Regions from separate parts of the Zea mays genome. Here regions 2 and 3 are each linked to region 1. Evidence: chromatin contacts called from public Hi-C data. All regions are on one chromosome and are shown on one strand. Each heading gives the region's core, a stretch centred on a gene start, on an enhancer-like site or on the middle of the called end of the contact. The rest is flanking DNA. Distances are from core to core; before and after follow the strand shown. Region 1 has its middle 38 kb from the start of LOC103653754. Region 2 holds the start of LOC103653755 (E3 ubiquitin-protein ligase MPSR1). Region 3 holds the start of LOC100284812 (GrpE-like).

What was found. Hi-C and Micro-C count contacts between places; a contact is called where the count stands out from the background.
Region 2: a Hi-C map of tassel shows a contact between it and region 1, with 3 times the contacts expected there. The contact joins the promoter of LOC103653755 here to the enhancer-like site in region 1. A contact is called at or near these places in 2 of 25 Hi-C or Micro-C datasets (leaf and tassel).
Region 3: a contact with region 1 is called in a Hi-C map of tassel, with 2.5 times the contacts expected there. The contact joins the promoter of LOC100284812 here to the enhancer-like site in region 1. A contact is called at or near these places in 2 of 25 Hi-C or Micro-C datasets (ear and tassel).

Annotation. Positions count from the first base shown.
Region 1 is chr4:141,758,682-141,762,658 of Zm-B73-REFERENCE-NAM-5.0, forward strand. No RefSeq gene overlaps it. Among protein-coding and RNA genes, the nearest start is that of LOC103653754, 38 kb to the right of the region's middle. Within about 2 kb of position 2,075, at least 17 of the 20 cell types and tissues checked have an H3K27ac peak or open chromatin away from gene starts, as enhancers often do. A contact at or near this core is called in ear, leaf and tassel, where this site is marked.
Region 2 is chr4:142,052,461-142,056,437 of Zm-B73-REFERENCE-NAM-5.0, forward strand. LOC103653755 (E3 ubiquitin-protein ligase MPSR1) reads left to right here and starts at 1,817. Exons shown (of 1, transcript XM_008680569.3): 1 at 1,817-2,964. The coding sequence starts at 1,872. The coding sequence ends at 2,684.
Region 3 is chr4:142,023,577-142,027,553 of Zm-B73-REFERENCE-NAM-5.0, forward strand. It overlaps LOC100284812 (GrpE-like), which reads left to right and starts at 1,846. Exons shown (of 3, transcript NM_001157707.2): 1 at 1,846-2,233; 2 at 3,865-3,977. The coding sequence starts at 2,003.

The sequences.
Region 1 (3,977 bases), core at 825-3,324:
GGGGTACGACCGATTGAAAACCCCCGAACACTTTTCAATCGAACCAATTACTTTCTTTATCATTCATGCCCTAGGAGTAGATATAGCATAGTCTAGTTGTTGCTTTCCACATGTCCACATCCATCTCTATTCGACTCTATGTCGTCTAGATCTGTCTTGGGTGGTCTGCCGACCCCAAGACGACCTAAGGATCTTACCTCTCCCTAGGGGAAAGATCCATTTCACTCAAGATCTCTTCCTCGACTTGATTTCTTAATTCAAGATCTGATACTCGGCGTGAATCGAGTGCCCTAGTTGACTCTACGTCGTCTAGGGACATCCAGTGTGACATGTCGACCTAGAGCACCCTAAGATCTCTCTCGTAGAGGGCGAGATCTATGTCACAATGAGGAGGAAGACGACCCTGCACCATCGTGCACCGTCTGGCCCAGAGCACGGACCGTCCGGAACGACACAGTGAAGGAACCGCTCCTGCGCCCAGGTCATGGACCGTCCGGCCTAGAGCCGTGGACCGCCCGTGTGCCGCAGCAGAGGGCACCGCGGGCGGTACACCCCGGTGTTTGGCGCCTAGATAGGCATTAACACATGGCAACATAATTGACCAAAGCAGTTATACTATATATATTATACATCTCTTTATCTGAAAAGCATGATGGCAACAGATGGTGAAATTTGGAGCATAAAACTTGAAACACTGATGTGGTGATCATCATGCCGACTAAACAAGAATGAGAACCAAGCCTGAGGACTTTGGGGCTGAGCTCGAAGATCGGGAGGGTCGGTTATCTAAAATTTGACAAATAAGTCACAATTGGCAAGAGGCTAACTTATTTGAATCTGAGATTTTGCTAAAGTTAGCCTCGGAGGCAACATCCATATGATGCACCAAAGTTCATGATTATTACTTACGAAGAAAAGAAGAAGAATTTCACCTACCTGAAAAAGACGACTTTGCCAGATAAAATTCGAGGCTAGTGTGAAGGATATATACCATAGGGTACCATCAGACGCTCGGATGTTCAATAAATGAGCCTACAGAACCCAACTCGGCTCTACTTCGGATTTGGACTCCCTTAGCAACTCGGACTCGGATACCCAGAGTCCCATGTCAAGAAAACGATTAGGACGAGTGAAAGGTTATCTTATACACACAAGATCCGTTGTAACAAACATTTACGAGATATAAGCGGTCGAAACTGAACGAAAATAATCAAAACCGAATTTGCTTGTTCTTATTTTTAGAACCGACCAATTCCTATTTTGGTGTTGTTTGATTCATGAAATGTAACATAAATGACAATAATAATGATTCACACTCGAGTACCAGCGCTAATAAATTTGAATAGATTGTGTGGTAGTTCCAGAAAAACAAGTCGTTTTGGACATGATTACGCACACTAAGGACTGATTTATTAGTAGTCTACTTTCCAGTCGTGCCCTTATTAAATATAGTATGTCACCAATAATAATGAGTTGTCCTTCTTATCTTAACTGGTCACCATATTCCTTGTAACACTCCAAAAATCTTGATTTTGGGTTAAATAATTTTTCCCAAAAATAAACAAAATTGAAGTGTCATCTGATGGGGAATTAAACCCCGAAAGTGACCTTTCCTAAAACAATTAGGTGAAATTAAAAGTTTGATAGTTTAAAACTTAGATCCAAATTTAGAAACTAAAATTTAAGTTAAAGCATCTTTTTATAAAAGAATTATTATTTTTAAAATAACTATTTTGAGCGTATGAATCTCATGTTTAAAAACATTTGTTTTTAAAAATAATAAACAGATAAAATATTATTGCACCTCGTGCTGGAATTTTGGATGTGCATTTAAACTTAAATTTGATCTCCAAAATTTGATTTGAATTTGAATATTCAAATAGGAAAGGAAATAGAAATCAGAACTAGAAAAAATAAATAAAAAGGAAAACAAAAAGGGGCAAACCTACTCGTGGGCCAAGTTTCTCGGTCGGTCCAGTTTAACTCACTTTGTCGGTCCACTTACCCGTTTGCACCACTGGCCCAACTCAATTTAAGCACCTACAGGTGGGGCCCTTTCGCAGCATCACAACACGCATGTGGGGAGGAAACTTTCCCCCGCTACCGAGTGGGCCCTGGTATCAGACCTCGCGTCCCCTGCCCCTCGCATTCACTACGTCCGGCGCGGGCAACAACCGAGGGTTGTTGGGATCGTAGCAAACCTGACCGAGGTTTGTTAGTCGATTCGGGATCCTTTCCGCAACCATATATATCGGCATCTTCACACATCCCTCCTCGACCGTCGACGCCTGCCTCACTTTAGCATCCAGATGAGAGGGAGAGGAGGCCACCGCGGTTGACCTTCATGCTCCAGGCTGCCTACCTCCAATCACGTGCATGGGAGAAGTCGTCGGTGCACGCCACCCGCGTACGAGGATTTGTAGTGTGGAATAGTTGATCGGAGTATGGGAGATCTCTCATCGGAGCTCCATCATCGCCGCCGAGTTGCCCTTCTCGTGGTCTGCACGGCCATGACCTTAATTGCTGGTGAGATAATGGCCCTGATATTTGTTGTCTTCCTTACTTCGAGTAGCGTCTGTTAGATTTGGATTTAGGTGACCGGGTCACATAATTCATGTTCTCCGGTGAGGTGCCCATCGCTCCTGCTTGGGCATCGCCACGGAGGAAACCAGCGCCGCCTGTCGGGTAGCAGAGAGGAGGAAGAAGGAATGGCAGCAGTTGTCGATCAGTGGAAGCATGGTCAGGATTAAAAGTAGCGTACTCAATTTGTGTTTTAAATCTCAACAGTTGATCGATAATCCGAGGGTCGGGATTGATCGGGGTCGTGTTGGCTTTCGATCCATTGATTTCCTATCCTATGGCCAACATGGGTATACCGGTTCATAATCTCGTGGATCTAATCTGGGCTGTTTGGATTAGATCGGGCGGCTCAAGGTGCTCGATACCCCTTCGTACCGAGATAAGTGCAAAAAAAACCCTCGATGAAGTATAAAATAAACCTATCGCCCCTCCTGTAATAATATCTTACACCTAGGTCCCTGGTTTTTATAAAACCATCCCTCAAAGTTATTTTCAGTATGAAAGATTAATAATAAATCACCCCAAAACTTATTTGGTTCATAACTTTTTCATTTTATATCCGTTCTGATTTGTTCCCGTCGCGTTAGCTTCATAACGATATTGCCTACACGTTAACTACCCTATTTTTTTTATGTAACAATAATTATCTAATTTATTTAATCTATATGGGGTTAGAGGTTCTAATGCGGGCAATATGATATTCTGATCCTGTAATTAGAATCTGACTAAAATATAGTATCTAATCAAGTAATAATTTAGACTAAAGTTGAATTAACTATTACTTTATATTATCTTTCTCACATGATTTATAAAATCAATCTAATATCTAGTATTAATTGTTTAATCACATAGATCTTGCGAAAACCATATCTCCTCAATTGTGACTCTGATTTTAGTGGTTCTCGGACCTGTGATCTCATAGCAGCGCGTAGAATATTCTTACGTTGTTTGTTCATATGCTTTGGTAATGTTACCATATCCATTATTTGCTTCAATGTATGTATTGCTACGAATAGAGGCGAGGTGACGAGGACCTTGAAGCCCCAGTTTTAGGTCAACATCTGAACAACAGAGTTATCACAAGTATAAGGCAAGTTGTGCCCTTGATCAGTCTTCTTTACCTAATAATGTTCCTGTTAATCACTATGACATGCTCAGGCTAATTTGATGGGACCTAATAGGTTACCCTAGTTTTGTTCACTCTACACCTTGCAAACCAATGAACTATTGGGTAGACTTGCTATTTCTCTACCTGGTTTTGGGATTAATGTTAGACTGAACTATGATCATGTTCCACTATTATTGTTGGTTTAATTATTGGTCACGATAATACCATTGTGTTAATTGAAACATGGAGCTTAATTTGAGATAGCAGTGCTACCACAAGGGTGGAATGG
Region 2 (3,977 bases), core at 567-3,066, 290 kb after region 1:
AGCAGTATTGGTTATGGACTTCAGATGTAGCTTATTGGCTACGAGATCATCTTGTACCCTGGGCAAATGTGCAAATGTTGTTGTCTGAGTCCGAGAAATCTCACTAGGCTAAGTGTTCAACCTCTAGCGCTGGTGTGCACAGGGCTGAGCTTGCCGGGCGGCCCAAACCCCCGCCTTGGTTTGGCCTGTCACGACATGTAGCGAATCAGGACTGTGCCAGCCTGCCTCGATCATCGGGCCGTGCCTAGATCTAAGGCGTGGCACTTCGAGCTAGACCTGGCATGGTCCCTTTTTATTTTTTTCCATCTTTTTCATACAAATATATGCTATACTTGAATATAGAGTATAAAATATAAAAAAACATATGTTTTTATTGGTTATCTAGATATAAATAAATGTTTAGAGATAAAAGCTATGGTTTAAACCCTTGTACATGTATATTTTTAATATGTTTTTGTCATTTAAACGCTCCTTAGGCCCAGTAGGTCATAGGCTGGCCAGGCACGGTTATTAAACTAGGTGGCCGAGGAGGGGGGGGGGGGTTATTTTGCATCGCCCGAGTACCGGCATGACGAATCCACCTTCTAACCTCAAAAGAATCATTTTTATACGAAATCGGATGAAAATAAGTAAGAGTCTTCGTTGGATCAATTAGTAGTAGTTATTAGCTGGGGCTTAGTCCAAAGTACATGAGTTTTGCAAGTTAGTTTTCTAACAACTAGTTGAATGTTTTGGCAAAAAAAAAAAAACTTAGCCCAGTTAGTCTTGCAAGTTTTGATTTCATCCTCTAAACTTCAGAGCTCATCGCCTTTAGAATAGTTTAGCTCACTTTTGAGCTCTAAACCTCTAATATGAGGTGGACTAAAGTATAAGAGTAATTTTGCTGTACATTTTAGAGGTCGAAAGTTTATAAATGAGAGATCCAAACAATTCTTTGAACTAAAATTTGGTTATCTAACAATTATCCCTATACATTAACCATGCTTTAAAACTGTAGCTCATAATAAATCTATAATTTTGTAGTTCTGAGCTTTTTCACTTAAATCCCTTCAGATGCTTAAAAAGGTTGATACAAACATTCAACAAATATTAAGCGTCACGGCTTTCCATATTAGTGATAGCACTGTTTTTCCATACAAGTTGGATAGAGATGCAAATTTATTGAAAACTGTAGCTCCGATCTATAACATTTTATTTTGTGTTTTTTCCCTTGTGAAGCCATTAGAGCATCTCCAACAATGCCTCAAACTAGTGTCTTAAATTGAAATATGGAGCTCTACACAGGAAAAACTACTCCAACAGTGCCCAATTTTATAAAATTTTGTCAAAAAACTATAGGGCACCCTCTCAAGTGATTCAAATATACTACACCGTAGTGAGCTGTCCTATAATCTAGATTTGAGGCTTTACTGTTGGAGCGGGGTGTTTTGTTGGTGCCCTAAATTCTATAAAATATACTTATTTTCAAATTATAGGGCATTTTTATAGGTCACATTGTTGGAGATGCTCTTAGCATGCTTAAATTATCGATACGATCTTTCAGTAGTATATATGGAATGTACAGATAACTTGCCGCGCCAAACAACTGTAGCTAGTATACGTGTTCCCTCAAAAAAGGAAGTATATATTGCTTACCAAATATATACTACTAACTTCGATTTTTTGTTGATAAAAAATATCGGAAGTACACAAATACACGGATCGGGCTTACGGATATACGGAGTATACAAATACTACTAATTTCGATTTTTTGTTGACAAAAAAGGAAGTATATCCCTGGATCGGACTTACGGATGGGAATCGATACGCCTACGCAGATTTCCTACTAGCTGGGCTGGCCGCTGGTCTATAAAATACTATATGGTAATGGGATGTCGTCCTTACAATTGTTTCCCAACCCCGTATACTATTACTACCAATCTCGATCGATCGGGCGCACCATGGCTGCTCGCTACACCTACACCTACGGCGACGGCCCGGGCGGGAGCTCCTGCTTAAGGATCGGGCTGACCGCGCTGCCGTGCTCCGGCGTGGCGCTCCGCCTCAGCGCCGTCATCGACTGCACCCCGGGCAAGGACCGCATGCCGCCGGTCACCGTCGACTTCCTCAAGAACCTGCCGCTGCAGCAGAGAGAGGCCGAGGCCCCGGCAGCCGTCGCCGCCCAGGTGACGACGGGCCGCTTCACGTGCAGCAGCGGCGACTTCCTCCTCGTCAGCCAGATCCAGCGGGTGGAGGCGATGGTCGCGGCCGCGGGGCTGCCCCGGGAGTGCGCTCTCAGCGTGGAGGAGTTCTTCCGCCTGTCCGCCTCCAACGCCGTTAACACGTTCTACAAGGCGATGGCGATCACCGTGGAGGCGGGCGCGCTCGGGAGCATCGTCGTGGACGAGCACCAGCACGAGCACGAGGAGCTGCCGCCCGGCGCCGTCGTCGGGGAGTGCGCCATATGCTACAATGAGTATCTGGTCGGCGGAGCCACGTCCGTGAAGCTGCTGTGCGGCCACACGTTCCACCGCAGGTGCATGGACCGCTGGACGGCCGTGAACCGGACGTGCCCCTACTGTCGGGCGCCGGTGCCGGAGGAGAAGCAGGACTGCTGGGACGAGGACGATTATTGCGACGACTCGGTGTCGGAGTACGACGAGGAGGACGACGGCGCCTCGACGGTGCCCGGCCGACCGCAGTAGCCAGGAATTCACGGCCTCTCCGCCTTACTCGACTTGGAGAAGAACATCAGTGTCCCAACTTTTGTTCATACTTGGAGAAGAACATCAGTGTCTAAGGCCTTTTCAGGAAAAAAAGAAACATGAGCTAGTTTAATTAGTTTGATGCTTGTTGCGCGGCTGAAATATTTCTACTGCACGGAAGGCCGTCTATCGGTACTGTTATAGTATATTTGATAGTCTAGATATTATGTCTAGTACACTACCATCGATATATATGTTAAAGTATATTCTGTATTCTATATATTGAGTCTCTTGACTGTCTTATGTATCCGTACTTGTCTTATCTCCTAGACTCCTACGTCACGTGGTTGTATCCGTACTTGTCTTATCTTCTACGTCACGTGGTCTTAAGTTTGAATCCGCGACTAATAAATTAAGTGAGTGTTTAAATGCACTATAAATAATAGTTAACTGTTAAAATTAGCTGAAGACATTCAAACAGTCTAGCTAATAGTTTAGCTATTAGCAATTTTAGCAAATTATCTAATAGTTAGCTAGCTATTTGTTAGTTAGCTAATTCTGCTATCATTTTTTTAGCCAACTAAGGCCCCGTTTCAATCTCACGGGATAAATTTTAGCTTCTTGCTAAACTTTAGTCATATAAATTTAAGTGCTAAAGTTTAGCTCCTTAGGATGTTTGGACTACTCTAATAAAATCTAGCACATTGTAATAAAAAGACACTCATGCCCCTAACGTGGAGAGAGAGAATAGGGTTAGAGGGTATGGATGGAAAATGGGGTTTCGTGACTCACGTTTAGCTCTTTTTAGCACCCCTTGAGCAGCTTATGAGATAATATGTGCTAAATTTTTATCACACCACCATTAGCTCTCCTGTTTAGATCACCAAATGGCTAAAAGTAGCTAAAAAAGCTGCTAAAGTTTATCTCATGAGATTAAAACAGGGCCTAAATATAAGCTCTAGTATATTCAAACACCCCCTAAGGTCTAAGAGCGCCTCAACATATTAGCACCTCAACGTCTTTGGCTACACTTAATACCTAGTACCTCGACAACAACTCCACATGGTGCCTACCCATAAAGGATATTGATGTCTCGATTTCACTTCCAATCGCCTCATTGCCTTTCGACTATAGATGGCCAAGTGCACTATGCTAAATAGACCGTATAAGGGATGCTAAATAGACCGTAAAAGGGAAATGAAGTTTGATTCATCAAGATTTGTTTTGGTGCTTGATGGCCATCACAATCATTTGAGTTAACTAGTTTGCTAAGTGTTTGATAACAGATCTATA
Region 3 (3,977 bases), core at 596-3,095, 260 kb after region 1:
ATCATCGACTCAAGAAGTTGTTTGTTTGGAAGGGAATGGAATATGATGTGGATGATTTTGTGAAACAATGCCAAATCTGCCAGCAGGCCAAAGGCGAAAGAGTACACCCCGCTGGTTTGCTGCACCCCCTTCCCATTCCTCAAGGTGCCTGGCAGGATATTACTATGGATTTTATCGAGAAGTTACCAAAATCTAGTGGGTATGATACTATCCTGGTTGTGGTTGATCGTTTCACGAAGTATGCACATTTTATTGCCCTACAACATCCATTTACTGCTTCCCAAGTGGCGCAGGTTATTTTGGATCAGGTGGTCCGGTTGCATGGCCTTCCCAAGTCTATCGTCAGTGACCGGGACAAAATCTTTAGAAGTACCTTTTGGACTCAATTGTTCAAGATCTTGGGCACTAAGCTGAATTTGAGCATCGCATACCATCCACAGACCGACGACCAAAGTGAGCGTGTTAATCAATGTGTTGAGATGTATTTGCGATGTGTGGTTCATGCTCAGCCTACTAAGTGGAAGACCTGGCTACCACTGGCGGAATTTTGGTACAATACCTCTTATCACACATCTTTGGCTTGTTCTCCATTCAAGGTTTTGTATGGGTATGACCCTCCCTTTGCAGCAGCACCTACTGTCCCTTCCGATACTGCAGCTGATGTGGCACAAGTGCTAGTTGAGAGGGCACAGTTTACAGCCATGTTACGGGAGCAACTGGCAGCAGCTCAAAATCGAATGAAACAGAGAGCAGATCGTCTTAGAACTGATCGACAGTTTCAAGTGGGCGATATGGTGCTGCTCAAACTACAGTCGTATGTGCAACAGTCAGTGATCAGTAGACCTTGTCCAAAGCTTGCTTTTAAGTTCTTTGGACCTTACAAGATCATGGAGCGTGTGGGAGCAATGGCTTACCATTTGGAGCTGCCGGTGTTGGCTCAAGTGCATCCGGTGTTCCATGTCTCACAATTGAAACCATTCATTCCAGATTAAACTCCTGTCTTTTCCACTCTGCCAGCTTACTCTGATTTGAGTAGTCGCAATGTCCAGCCTTTGGAGATTCTGGATCGTCGGTTGGTCAAGAAGGGGAATTGGGTCGTGCCACAAGTGTTGATCCGGTGGAGTTTGCTTCCAGCTGATGCCACCACATGGGAAGATTACAATGTTCTGCGTCAGCGCTATCCGGATGCTCTTGCTTGGGGCCAAGCAAGCCTTGTAGGGGGGGGCAGATGTCACGGCAGGAAGTGCCATGGAGAGCAAGGAGGCGGAAGAAGAGATGCTGGAGGACTGAAGAAGCTGTGTGTGCGTGGTGTGCGTGCAGGGAGCCATGTTGGGCTCAAAGTGTGTGCGCGAGTTTGGTTTGGGTCGGCCCATGTAGGGGACCTATAACCTTGTATCGAACTCGAGAGTATGGCAGAAAAGAAATAGAGAAAGAAAATTCCCCAAACGAATCATGTCCGAGTCCCTGGCGGCTACAGGGCGCTCACGTCGCGGCGGCTCTCCCGTCGGCGGCCACGTGCCATCACATTACTTGACCTCGTGCGTGTCGCTTAAATCGTGGATGAATTCATCACTCTCACGGGGATCATCTCCAACAAGGTGTGTCAAAATAGTGACAAAAAAAATTAAAATACTACATTATTTAAAATGTTTGGGCCACTAAAAATTTAAGTTTCAATAGTTAAGCACTAAAAATGTATTTTAGTAAGTAAATTATATTATTAGGAAAGAAAATATTAAGAATTGTATAGAAAACAACCAAATTATTGTCGTGGCCTCGTGGGTTCCTTGGGCCGCTCCCCAAGAGTGCTCGAGAAAACAGAAAAAGCAAGGAAAGTGCCATCCCCAATTTCCAATCCATCCATCCATTCCGTTCCATCTGAAGGCGAGAGTTATCTCGTGCCTGCCCCGCTGTTCTCCTCTCCCGCCGCATCCGATAGTTCAGCGCAACAAAACCTCCCTCTCCGCGCACGCTCCCCACCCCCACCGGTGACCGCGCGCGCATGGCTGCCTTACTTCGGACGGCCGCGGCCCTCGCGCCCCCGCCCTCGTCTCCCCCGTCCGCACGGGAGCCGCGTGGGCGGTGCCTGCGGCTGGCCTGCTCCCGGCGCGCGCCGGTCCGACCGCTCCGGGCGTGGCCGCTGCCGACTCCGCACGTCTTCTGTCTCGCCGGGGGGCGGCTCCGGCGCCTGGGCGCCACCGAGGCCGACGAGGCCGCGCAGACGGCGACGCAGGTGAGTGGTGTGTTCTGGTGGCCGTAGTTCGTGTAGCCTCTGCCGTTCCTTTGTATTTAGCTGTCAGATTCATGATATCCCTAGCGTTTAGTAAATTTGAAGCAGAAAAATATGAACATATTGTTCATTCTGTGAAGTGTGAACACCAGGTATTGTCTGTTTAGTGAGGGTAATGATGTGCAACTGCCTCGCGCCTTCGCATTAACTTCTGAGGACAATTTATTTGCCCTTGTTAAGGATTAGGTAGAACACAATTTGTGTTGAAGCTACTGCTTCATTTCGCTATGTTTTGATTATATGGCTGGGGATACATAAGTGCTGTTATTTTGGAATGAGCAGCTGGACCTTCATTCTTGGGTTGTTTAATATGTCCAGTTAAGAATTTTTCAATATGTTGTTTGGTAAATCATTTTCTGGTACGAAGATTTCTGCTTTGCCTTCTTAAGTGCCCGGTAAACAGATCGTGGTTAGCCATGATTGGTGATTTTAGGTGGTCCTCAAGAGGATCGAGATTCCGCAATGTAGGACAGTTCTGGTTATATAGCCTTGAAACGTTTCTACAAGAATCTGGATCTCTACCAAACGGACCTTAAATTATATAGCCTTGTTCATGCTAGTTATTTTTTCGCTGGGAAACATTCTTAATTCATGTTATGCTAACTTATCATTCATTTCCAATATAAGCTTGTTGGCTTCATAACTTGAACTCACTATAGTCTAACATAATTTCATTTTGAAGTTTGATCAGTATTAGAGCGAGTATTGGATAGAACTTTTGTAAGTAATGACTGCCCGAAGTTTCACTAATTTGGAAGCATTTTTATGTAAAACTATTGGAAAACCTTGGAAAATTAGGGTAGTCACACCGGTGGTGCATCTTTATTTAGTGGAACTTATCTGTATATGTAAATATATTTTCATGTGTTGTGTCATTCTGATGGTGTGATAGTAATAGCTGTACCCAGTTGCAAGCCTGTGCACTTGTGCCAGTTCATGAAGATGCTAGTCTCCTGTTTGATCCTTGAAGTATAGCAAAATGCACAATCTTGTTGGTTGACAATTGACATTGACTTGTCGCATTTCACTATAAATGTTACTCATTGACTTGTCGCATTTCACTATAAATGTTACTCCCTCCGTCCCAAAATATGTAGCCCTCTTTTTTCATCCACATTCATTCGAATGATAATAAATATAGACATACATACAAACTACATTCATAGGTTAATTAATGTATGTTTATTTAGTCTAAAACGAATTATATTTTGGTACGGAGGGAGTATTATGTTGCAATATTTATAGAGGTTTTTTGGATTTGAAATGTTATATATCAAAGCCTTCATTCTAGCTTTAGATTAACACCTTTACCATAGTTAAATTGCAGTGCAAGGATGCAATCTTTCTGCAGATTACGTGACAGCAGCATAATAATTTAAAGGCAAATGTGTTATTATGTTAGGTTGGAATTTTCTCTAAAGATGGCAATGGTGCAACAATACCTTGCTTTTCTGTGAATGCTTGTTTAAAAGCTGAAGAACTTCATTTTGTTTCAATTCTTTCCACGTCCCTGTACAGACAATCTGTCTATTGGATGGGCCTTTTTTGTATGATGATTATTTTCTATGCTGCAGGAGGATTTAGAAACCGAAGTTACTGGAGACTCTGCTGCAGATGACAGTGCTGGAAGCACAGATGAAACTCCATCTATTATTGTGACAACCCTGCAGTCGTACAGAGAAGCTCT